Regions from separate parts of the Ovis aries genome. Here region 2 is linked to region 1. The links are chromatin contacts, called in public Hi-C maps. All regions are on one chromosome and are shown on one strand. The core of a region is the stretch at or near the end of the contact, and the rest is flanking DNA. Distances in the headings are between cores, read along the strand shown. Region 1 holds the start of TMEM116 (transmembrane protein 116). Region 2 holds the start of MAPKAPK5 (MAPK activated protein kinase 5).

Region 1 (5,206 bases), core at 1,807-4,306:
AGGCAAAAAGACTGGAGTGGGTGGCATGCCCTCTTCCAACCCAGGGATCTTCCCAACCCAGGGATCAATCCCAGGTCTCCCACACTGCAGGCAGATTCTTTATGTTTGAGCCACCAGGGAAGCCCCCTATAGTCAATAAGGAGCTATTATCCACTTCGGAGTATATGAATGCTCAGAGAGAACCGATTTTTTCAAGGATGGTCAGGGTAGATCTTAGGAAGCTGACATTTAAGCAAAGGCTTGAGGGAAATGCAGGAGCCAGCCATATGAGTATCTTGAAAAAAAAAAAAGTTCTAGAGAGAGAAAGCCAGTATAAAAGCTCTGAGGCAGGAATACGCCTTGTGTATAAGAGAAAGAACAAAGAGATCAGTGAGATTGGGGGGTCATCAGCTTGATGATGTTAGGAAAAAAAGATGGGAGAATTTATATATTAGTTGTCTCAGTAAACCATGTCCTTTTCCTTCCTTCTTATTTCACTAAACCAACATGCCTTGCCACCTCCTCCTTCCTACCTCCATACAATACCCAGGGTGAGCCTTTTGATTTTCCACAAGCATCAACTGGGATTTTATGACTTCCTAAATATGGAGACTTATACTTGGCTTATTGGTATAGATGATGGTTGTCAAGGTCCTGAAGCCAAGAAATCTAATTATATCATGAGGTAACTAACTGGGACCAGTGCACTATAGAAAGGGAGCTTAATACAATTACTATATGTTTGCAGTTCATAGGAAAAGTACTAGTGTTTCCCTTTCCTCTCCAACCAAGCCACTTCTTTCACTTTTTTCAAAACCCACTTCTAAGTGAATCGTGACTAGAAAGTCACTCCTGATCAATCATACTAACTACCACAGATGTACTCTAGGCATTCATATACTCAGAAGTGGATAATAGCTCCTTATTGACTACAGGGGGCTTCCCTGGTGGCTCAAACATAAAGAATCTGCCTGCAGTGTGGGAGACCTGGGTTTGATCCCTGGGTTGGGAAGATCCCCTGGAGGAGGGCATGCCACCCACTCCAGTCTTTTTGCCTGGAGGATCTCCATGGACAGAGGAGACTGGTGGCTACCAGACATGAGGTCACAAAGAGTCAGACTTGACTACGTGACTAAGCACACAAGCACACATTGACTACAGGACAAAACAGCATTTGATTTTCAAGATTCTCCCCTAACTGAGCTTAAAACTGTCTTAACTTTCTGTTTCAAGAACTCCTTCAAGCCAAGCCAGTCATTCCCCAAAGCATCCTGCTCATTACAACTTCTCCTTTTTAATCTGTTCTTCATCTAAAACATTTTTTCTTCTAAGGCTTAACTCCATTTCCACCTCCTACACGAAGACTTTTTAAACCACCTCACAGTAATTATCCCTTCCTCCAACTTCTATTCATTTGTCTATGTGGCACATTTTATTTAATAATTTACCAGGGAAAACTCAAAATGTTTCTGAACCTTCCCAACACACATACAGAGGGTTCTCTCAAAATTTCTATCAAAACTGGCCATCCAAGATTGGCTATTATCTTTGATGACTCTCTTATACATACATATATACATACACACATTTATTGGACACCTGCAGTGGTTACTCCAGGCTTCCCAGGTGGCTCAATGAGAAGACTCCACCTGCCAAAGCAGGAGATGGAGCACAGAGGGGTTCGATCCTGGGTTAAGAAGATCCCCTGGAGAAGTAAATGGCTACCCACCCCTATACTCTTGCCTGGAGAATCCCACGGACAGAGCAGCTTGGAGGGCTACTGTCTCTGGGGTGGCAAAAGAGTTGGACGTGACTCAGTGACTATACAACAACACAATGGTTAATCTGGTGCTAAGCCCCTTATAATGTGTTATATAACTTATTCTTTTATCAGCACATCCATTTGTTCATCAAGTCTTGTGAATTCTACTCTATAAAAGTTTCTCAATTCCATCCTCATCTTTTCATCTTTACTGTTAGGATCTATTACAGGATCTTAGTCTCTCCCACCAAGCTACTGCAATGAATTTCCCTGCCCTCAGCTTTCTGCCTTCCAATGCACCCCCTTTATTGCTGAGTGACGGCAAATCTAAGTCACTCTCCTGGATAAAAGCTCTGGTGGCTCCAAACCTCTTATCTTGATAAGACCCTTAACAACGCAATCCCCGTTTACCGCCACAGATTCATTATACTTTCCCTCTTGCTAGAAATACTCTTTGGTGTTTGCCTTGTAAACACCTCTTTTTTCAAGACCCAGCCACCAGAGGGTTTCCCATCCAGAACTTTCTTTGGCACTCCTGGCTGACTGAATCTCCATTTGTGTTTGCACGAAATTAACAGTCTTATTTTCTACCAATTACATTATAATGGTTATAAGGCTATTTCCGTGTCTCCATCTCCCACCAGTGAATCTGTTCAGTACACAGCTCTGCATTCTGTATTCCCGCGGGCAAAACCAGGATATGGTGCAAACTACCCTGAACAAACACCGGTTGAAGACAATTACTAGAACTTTCAAAAAAATTTTCAGAGCGCCTAGGACATAGGTAGACCTATGTCACATGTCAACTTTCAAGGAAGCCTATTTTTATAGGAGCCCAGAGCCTCCCTGGTGAGGCACTAACCACAGAGCAGGCCTAATATCGGATTTGGGCAGCGGCAGGAAAGGCCTGACCGCCACACTGACGAAGAGTTGAGTCTCACTGTCCAACTGCGGTCGCGGCTGAGGGAGCGGACTGTGACTGACTGAGGAAAATTCTGGGCCACCTGACGGAGGGTTTGTTGCAGTCATACTGCCTAACAAAGTAGCAAGAGGTCCCAGCCGACTGCCTGACGGGCTAGAGGCAGAAACAAATGAAGGCCTGCCTCATCGCCTTCGAAAAAGGAGACAGCAAACGAAAAGTTGCAGACACGCCAAACACCAGCTTCTGGCCGCGCCTCAGGCGTAGGATGAGCGGAAAAGGCCAGGTGGATGGCCAACCTCGCAGAGTACGCGTGCGCAGCAGACTCTCCGTCTCCGCCGCCGCTTCCTCATCCTCTCCCCCAGCCTCCCCGGCACTGCCGTCCGTCCTCCTCCCCCCCTACGCGGCCCCGCCCTCTCACCCTCGACCTGCGCGGACTTCGCCGAGTGCGCACGCGCGGCAGCTCCATTTCCCCGCCCCTCGCGTGGCTCCTCCCTCTCAGCCTAGGCTGGCGTGTGCCTGGTGGGCTGTACACGTGCGCGCACCCGAGCCTGCCCGCCTAAACTTTGTGGTCCCTGGCTCGGCGTTTCCTCCACTGCAGCCTTCCCAGCACCTACTGCCAGAATCCGGCGTTATGGCTGCCGCCATTCCCCGCGCCGCTTCTCTCTCCCCATTATTTCCACTTCTCCTGTTCCTCCTCTCCGCTCCGCAAGACAGCAGTGGCCTGCACACCAAGGGCGCCCTTCCCCTGGATACAATCACTTTCTACAAGGTAAAGGGGCCGGGAATCTAGCGCGCAGGTGCAGCCAGACCGCCCAAGGGAGCGCGCACCCTTGAGGGGACGCAGGGGACTGACAGCTGGCAGGAGGTGGTCTGTGGCGACGGTCCGGGGACTTCCCACCGTCCTGTAGGACTGATGGACTCTGGGCCCAGACCGTATCCTGACCATAGAGCATACGATCTAGGGTCCCCAAACACGTTTGCAGTATTTGCATTTGCTTCCTCTTTTGCTAAAGTATTGCGGAGATGCAGCCTTCCAGTCGCCTAAGGGAAGAGGGCGGTGCCGGGCGAGATCCAATCCTTGAGTCCCAAGTTGGAGAACCGGAGGGCGGTGCGAGGCGGATGCCACCAAGCTCCAAGCGCAGCTTGTTAGCCTGCGTTTCAGCGCCTCTCTCGCGTTGGCTTCCATTGCAACCACTGTATAGATATTCTGCGTCTCCTTAAAAAGTGCAGGTTTTAAGAATAAGTTTCGTTTCGTCCACCCTGTAGTGAATGTCTTGGGCCTGGTGACAGATAAAATCGGGTCGAGACATGGAAGGATTTGCCTCTACCCCTGCCTCCATATTTACAGAATTGGGGTCTTGGCCTGGGTAAATGGACGTTAGGAATGTTGAAGGCTGAATGCAGTCCCTGTCCTCTAATTTTGCACCCACTGGCACCTTTTTCGAAGAAGGCGATGGCACCCCACTCCAGTACTGTTGCCTGGAAAATCCCATGGACGGAGGAGCCTGGGAGGCTGCAGTCCATGGGGTCGCTAAGAGTGGGACACAACTGAGTGACTTCACTTTCACTTTTCACTTTCATGCATTGGAGAAGGAAATGGCAACCCACTCCAGTGTTCTTGCCTGGAGAATCCCAGGGACGGGGGAGCCTGGTGGGCTGCCGTCTCTGGGGTCACACAGAGTCGGACACGACTGAAGCGACTTAGCAGCAGCAGGCACCTTTTTAATCTCGCCCATTGTGATGGGCAAGCTGAGTGTTGAGAGAGAGCCAGTCGTTTTATTTTCTTAACTTGTACCCATTGCTGGGAAGTGAAACCAAGAAGTGGAGCTCTAAATCTGTCTCAGTTGGTTGAACTCAGTATTTTTGAAAGGGTTCCCTGTTGTGGAGTTGGCACCTGTGGCTCTTTGAATGCAAAGTTTAAAAATTCAAAAGTGTAGGTATGACCAGTTGGTTGTCAGGCACACCCCCACAGCACCCTTTGCTTTGGGGGCCTTTCTTGGCAAAGGGAACCCACTACCACCCAAACATGGATATGGGATAACATCACAGACCAAATGTGACTTAGAGGGAAACTTCGCACTGTTAATGGTAGCAGTATTTCCTCATCTATTAGTGTATTTCCATCTTTATAGCTACCACCCTAGTCTAGGCTATATCTCAAGTAGTTTCCTCACTAGTCTGCAGATTTCCACTCTGGAGCCTCTCAGTCCACTCACACAGTAGCTGAATTCCTGCATGATCTGATCCCTGCTTCCCTCTCCTTTCCTCAAACCTTAACAATTCACCTCTTTGCCCCCTCTGCTTCAACCACACTTGCCGTGCTCTGTCCTCTGGCTATTCCTAGCTCCTTATTGCCTTAGGCCCTTGTACTTGCAGTTCTTTGTGACTAGAACATTCTTTGCTCAATCTTTGAAAGGTTGGTTGCTGCTCTTCATTCAGGCTTGGGTTAAATGTTATCTTTTCAAATTACCTCCACCCCCTCCATTCCAGGGGTTTTTTCTGATGGCTCACACAGGAAAAAATCTGCCTGCAGTGCAGGAAAC
Region 2 (5,206 bases), core at 1,092-3,591, 150 kb before region 1:
TTTGGCTGCCCTGGGTCTTAGTTGCCACATGTGGGATCTAGTTCTCTGGCCAGGGACTGAACTCGGACCCACGGTATTGGGAGTTCAGAGTCTTAGCTACTGGACCACTAGGGAAGTCCTGAAAATTATTCTTGACTTGTTTCTTATTCTCATCTTCCTCATGGAGTTCTTCAGGAAGTCCTTTCAACTCCACCTCCAAAACATCATAAACCAATCTACTTTATGGCCACTGTCTTAGTTCAAGCATCATAATAATCTGGGCTATTCCAACAGCCTCTTAATAACTATCCACGTCTCCACTCACTTGTCCATATTTAATTCTCCATACAGCAGAGTCTTATCTTTAAAAACATAAATTTGATCAGACCCCTCTTTAGTTTAAAACCTTCTAGTGGCTTAGAATAAAATCCAAAGTTCTCACCATGACCCCTAAAGGTGTATATCAGCGGTCCCCAACCTTTTTGGCACCAGGAACCACTTTCTAGGAAAGAATTTTTTCTACGGACCAGGGTAGGGGAGAGGGGATGGTTTCGGGATGGTTCAAGCACATTACATTTCCTGTGCACTTTGTTTCTAATATTATATCAGCTCCATCTCAGATCAGGCATCAGATTCCAGAGGTTGGGGACCGCTGGTGTAGATGATACAACCCTCTTCACCTTTCCAACCTCATCCTTTACCATTCTCTCCTACTCTCCCTGCTCCAGCTACAATGATTGTGCTGCTGCTTGACCACATTTACCTAGCTTCTACTTTAAGACTTTTACAACTGCTGTTCCATCTGCCCAGAAAGCGACCTGGATCTCCAGTAGACAGTTCCTTCTCATTTATCAGAGGTCTCAGCATCAGGGTTGCCACCTGGGAGACCTCTTCTGATCCTCTATTTGAAAAGTTCCCACACCCAGTTAAATTCTCTTACTCAGCATTCTGTTTACTTTCTTAGTATCCACAAACTATGCTTTTCTTTCTTTACTTTCTGCTTCTCGCTCTCTCTCAAAAAAAAAAAAAAGATCCATGTGCTGGTACTGTGTCTTTTTTTCTACTTTTTCCCCAGGGTCGAGTAGGCCTGGCACACAAGTGGTGCTCAGTAAATAAGTGAACAAATGAAGAACCATCAAGAGGTGATTAACCAAATGCTCCTGCAAGGTTCTGATAGGCTGTTGGTATAGCCTGGCCTCTCCACCCTTCTTCCCCACCCCTAGCCGCCCGTCCCCTTGCCCAGGAGAGGTTTGGCAGAAGAGCAGCCGCATCTGGTGAGGCCCTCCTCTCTCCCACGGAGCTATGGGAGCCTGAACTTGCTGGCTACTCCACTTTCCGAAAGGGAAAGATACCCAGCCTAAATGCCGACACAACGAGGAAGAGCGGAGCGGAACGAGCCTTGGGGTCAGAGATCTGGGGGGCCCCTGCGGCACAGTTGGTTCCAGAGCCCCCAGGCCGACCCCCTGAGCTGTAGGCTGCTCCCCGCTGCCGGGGCCTAGGGGCTGCAGGGAGGGAGGGCCTGCACCCAGTTCAGCATTTGGTCCGCAGATGGGATGCTGACAGGCAAAGGCTTTAGCGTCCGGCTTTCGTTGATTACTTGTTTTCTCGAGCCAAGCATTAAAAAAAAAAAAAAAAAAAGTCATCTGTGTTGGTAGAGTAAGGAGCACAAACCTGCGTTCCAGTTCCGACTTGACCACTTCTCAGCTGTCCGCAGCTGTGCGCAAATGAGTTTTGCTCTCCGACTGCCTCAGTTAACTCACCTGTTAACAGGGAACAAGAACACACTTAGCTCAAAGGGCCAAATGCCTATTTATAAAGAGGAGAGAAACTAATGGAAGAAAAGAGCCGCACGTAAAGTAAACGCACCGTATATATACAACTATTGTTGCTATTATTATATATAGAACTCTTGTTACCGCCGGACCCGCCCGGAGCCTCAGTTTCCGCGCCTCTATCACTAGTTGTTTATCTCCGGATCTTTCCGTAGGGTAGAGCCCGCGCCAGAAGCCCTGCCCGCGGCGCAGAGACAAACTAGTTTGTAGTGCCACCCGCAGGCACTAGAGTCAGCTGGTGAGGGCCCGTAGCCCCGCCCCGCCGGCCGCGACCCCTTTACGTCATCAGCTCGGCGCCAGCGCTGCGGAGGGCCCCGGGGCCTGTCCTGGGTGTGGCGCCACCTTGGGGAGGCCTTGGCGGATGCCTGCAAGTCGACTGCTTGGTTCGGGGGCGGCTCGGAAACCCCAGCGGACCGCGCCGACGGGCGTGTGGAGCCGTGGGGACACGAAGTCGGGCGACAGGAGGGGCGGCCCGGAGCTCAGGCGGGGCACAGCGCCGGCAGGCGGGCGGCCGGCCGGGCTGCCCGGCGCTGGTGTCCCGGCGATGTGTGGTGCTGAAGCGGCAGCGGGAGCAGCAGCAGCGGCAGCGGGCTCGGCCTCGGCTTCGCGGCGGTGCCGGCGGCGGAGGCGGAGGCGCAGGCTCCTCATCAGGACCTGGCGAACCCGGGCCTAAGCGGCGGCCCCGCGAGGCCCCGACACAGCGCCCCTGATCGGGGCCTTCCCCGCCTCGCCCTGCCCCGGGAGCCTGCCTCCCCGGCCGGGGATGAGGCCGGGAGGCGGCCGCGCGGGGCCCAGCACAAAGACTTGTTCCCGGGGGCCGCTGCTGCTGCCGCCGCCAGCCTAGAGCCGCCTGCCGAAGCCGAGCCGGCGCCGGGGCCCTCGTCCCCTCAGGTCCCTGGGGGCGGCTGCTGCCCGTCTCCCCGAGACCCAGGGCCCCGAGCGCTGAGCCCCTTGTTCCCCCGGCTGCGGTGGGATCGGGCAGCTGCGCAGCCTCCGCTGCTCCCGGCCTTGCGGGCCCCGCGGAGCATGTCGGAGGAGAGCGATATGGAGAAAGCCATCAAGGTAAGTTGGGGGAGATGCCTCCCCGCTTTGTCTCTTTGGCATTCCTCTCGGCTTCAGCCTCAGAAAGCGGAGAGAACTTAGAGATTCCAGCAACTCTGGCTTTCAGTTCCGTGGGTTCCAACTTCTGGGTTCCGTGGACTGCGTTTTACAGCGCTGAGGGCAAAGGGTTTGTGGAATGGGCAGGGGAGGGACGTCCGGCTCCCTCCGACTTAACCTGCTTAAAGCGGGGATGTGATTTGTACTTCCCTAGGATGGAGGGTGGGTGGCGTGGCTATACTTGGTGCGAGTAGCACGTAGGGCGCCCTGCTACTCTCTATTCGATCACTCTCCGAGTACCATCAGAATTTGTTTTCAGGTGATCTGCTGCAACGAGTTGGATCTTACCCCTCGCTCCAGATTTGTTTGAAATCTGCAGTTTCAGCAGGTGCTTCACCTTACAAAACCTGCCCTTTGGCAAATAGGTTGTTTTCACTTTTCCGTGTGGTTCCTCCCCTTTTCCTGTTTCCTTTTCCTTCTTCTCCTGGGGGGCGTTGAGTTTATTTAGGAGGAGCTAATGGTTTCCTGTAACGTACTGCTCTGTTAACCAAAAAAAAAAAAAAAAAAAAGCAAATATGTGTGTTCCAAAGTGGCCCAAATAAAATGACACATTTTGAAAAAAAAAAACCCGCTTTTTACTTTTTTTTTTAAACAGGCGAACATTGAGGCAGTAAGTCACTAGGAGTCAGAAAGTTACCATTCAGCTGTATTGAGGAAATTAAGTTTCTTATGTAAACTGAACACTGAAGCTTAAAGTTTGATATGTATTACTTATTTTACAGTACTAAGTCAAATCTGTGCATTTAGGAATTTCATTTTCCCTTGAGGGATAGGCAACTCAGGGTTATTTTCCCCATCAAGACACAATCACTACTACCAATAACTAATTAAGAACTTCCACTTTAACAATTTTGGGGGTTAAAAATTTATAGAAGTCATCGGTCATTTCAAAGAAAATTCACCTTTTAAAAGGAGGCATCAAGACAACATACACATTAAGAAAGATCAGATTTTAAATGATAGAATTAAAAGATCCAAAAGACTGCTTTGATGGATATATATATTTTTTCTTTCGGTTTGGATTTCATTGGTACAGCATCATGAATTGCCTAAAGTTATACGATTGGGTTGTGAATCAAAAGGCATTTGGCAGGGTTTTAAATTCAGCTAGTATTATTTGCTTTGTGCAAGGTGCTGTCTTGGGCACTAGATGTCCCTCTTTTGTAGATCTTCTGTCTAGATAGTGGAGTTAGTTAATAAACATTGTCAGATGATTATGCTTAAAAGACACAGTTCGATCCGTGGGTTGGGAAGATCTGGAGGAGGAAATGGCAAGCCGCTGCAGTATTCTTGCCTGGGAAATCCCATTGACGGAGGAGCCTAATGGACTACAGTTCATGGGGTTGTGAAAGAGTTGGACACAACTTAGTGACCGAGCACACATTAAGAAAGGTGGAGAGTGCTATTTTAGGAAGGGTGGGCAGGGAAGGCCTTCCTGAGGAGGTGACATTTGTATCAAGCTTTGAAGGGAATGAGGGGGCAAACCTCCACTGTATTGGGGAAAAATATTACAGGCAGTGGGAACAGAAGATGCAAAGGCCCTGAGGCAGGTGCAGGTCTCCTGTGACCCAGGAACAACAGGGTGACTGGAAGGCAGTGGGTCAGTATAGACTATGTTGGAGCCAGGTAGCTGGAAGCCAGAGTACATAGGGCCTCTAGGAGGTCACTGCAAGAACTTTGGCTTGACCCTGAGTAGAAGGGGAAATCTGAGAGAGCTTTGAGCAGGAGAGGTACATAGTTCTAGTGGGCAAATATATAAACGGGGAAGCAGTGTTGCTTACTGGTTATAGTGGTTTCTCCAGGTTGACTCATGAGTTGAAATCTCAGCCTGGCCATTCATTTAGCTGTGTTCTTGAATAAGTCACGTCACTTCTCTGTCACTTAGTTTTTTCATCCATAGGAAGAGGATAAAACTCCCCAGCTCAGGGTTTGTTTGTTTGTTTGTTTTTTTTTGAGCATTTAATTAAAATGTGCTTATAATACCTAACATTTAGTAAGAACCCAATGGATATTAGCTCATAGCAACTTAAGAATGGTTCAGAAAGAACTGTATGTAGTTTTCCTCAGTTGGTCACTGTTGTCTAACCTGATTTTCTTACTTTTTTTTTTTTTTAGCTTTTCTTGTACTTATTAGATCACTGGTGAATCTTCCAATTGTATGTATTCAACCAATACAGATTAGTGAAGTTGAAAATACCTAACAACCAGTTCTGAATAGGATACACTCCTTGGAAGCA

The links. A called contact is a pair of places that touch in the nucleus more often than the background predicts.
Region 2: a Hi-C map of liver shows a contact between it and region 1, with 5 times the contacts expected there. The contact joins the promoter of MAPKAPK5 here to the promoter of TMEM116 in region 1. A contact is called at or near these places in 3 of 16 Hi-C or Micro-C datasets (blood, hypothalamus and liver).

The regions. Positions count from the first base shown.
Region 1 is chr17:62,283,524-62,288,729 of ARS-UI_Ramb_v3.0, reverse strand. TMEM116 (transmembrane protein 116) reads right to left here and starts at 3,056. Exons shown (of 11, transcript XM_027956606.3): 1 at 1-3,056. It overlaps ERP29 (endoplasmic reticulum protein 29), which reads left to right and starts at 3,295. Exons shown (of 3, transcript NM_001126354.1): 1 at 3,295-3,432. The coding sequence starts at 3,295.
Region 2 is chr17:62,430,179-62,435,384 of ARS-UI_Ramb_v3.0, reverse strand. It overlaps MAPKAPK5 (MAPK activated protein kinase 5), which reads left to right and starts at 2,341. Exons shown (of 13, transcript XM_042234068.2): 1 at 2,341-2,873. The coding sequence starts at 2,838. LOC105602913 (a long non-coding RNA gene) reads right to left here and starts at 2,048. Exons shown (of 11, transcript XR_009597052.1): 1 at 1,846-2,048; 2 at 1,651-1,739.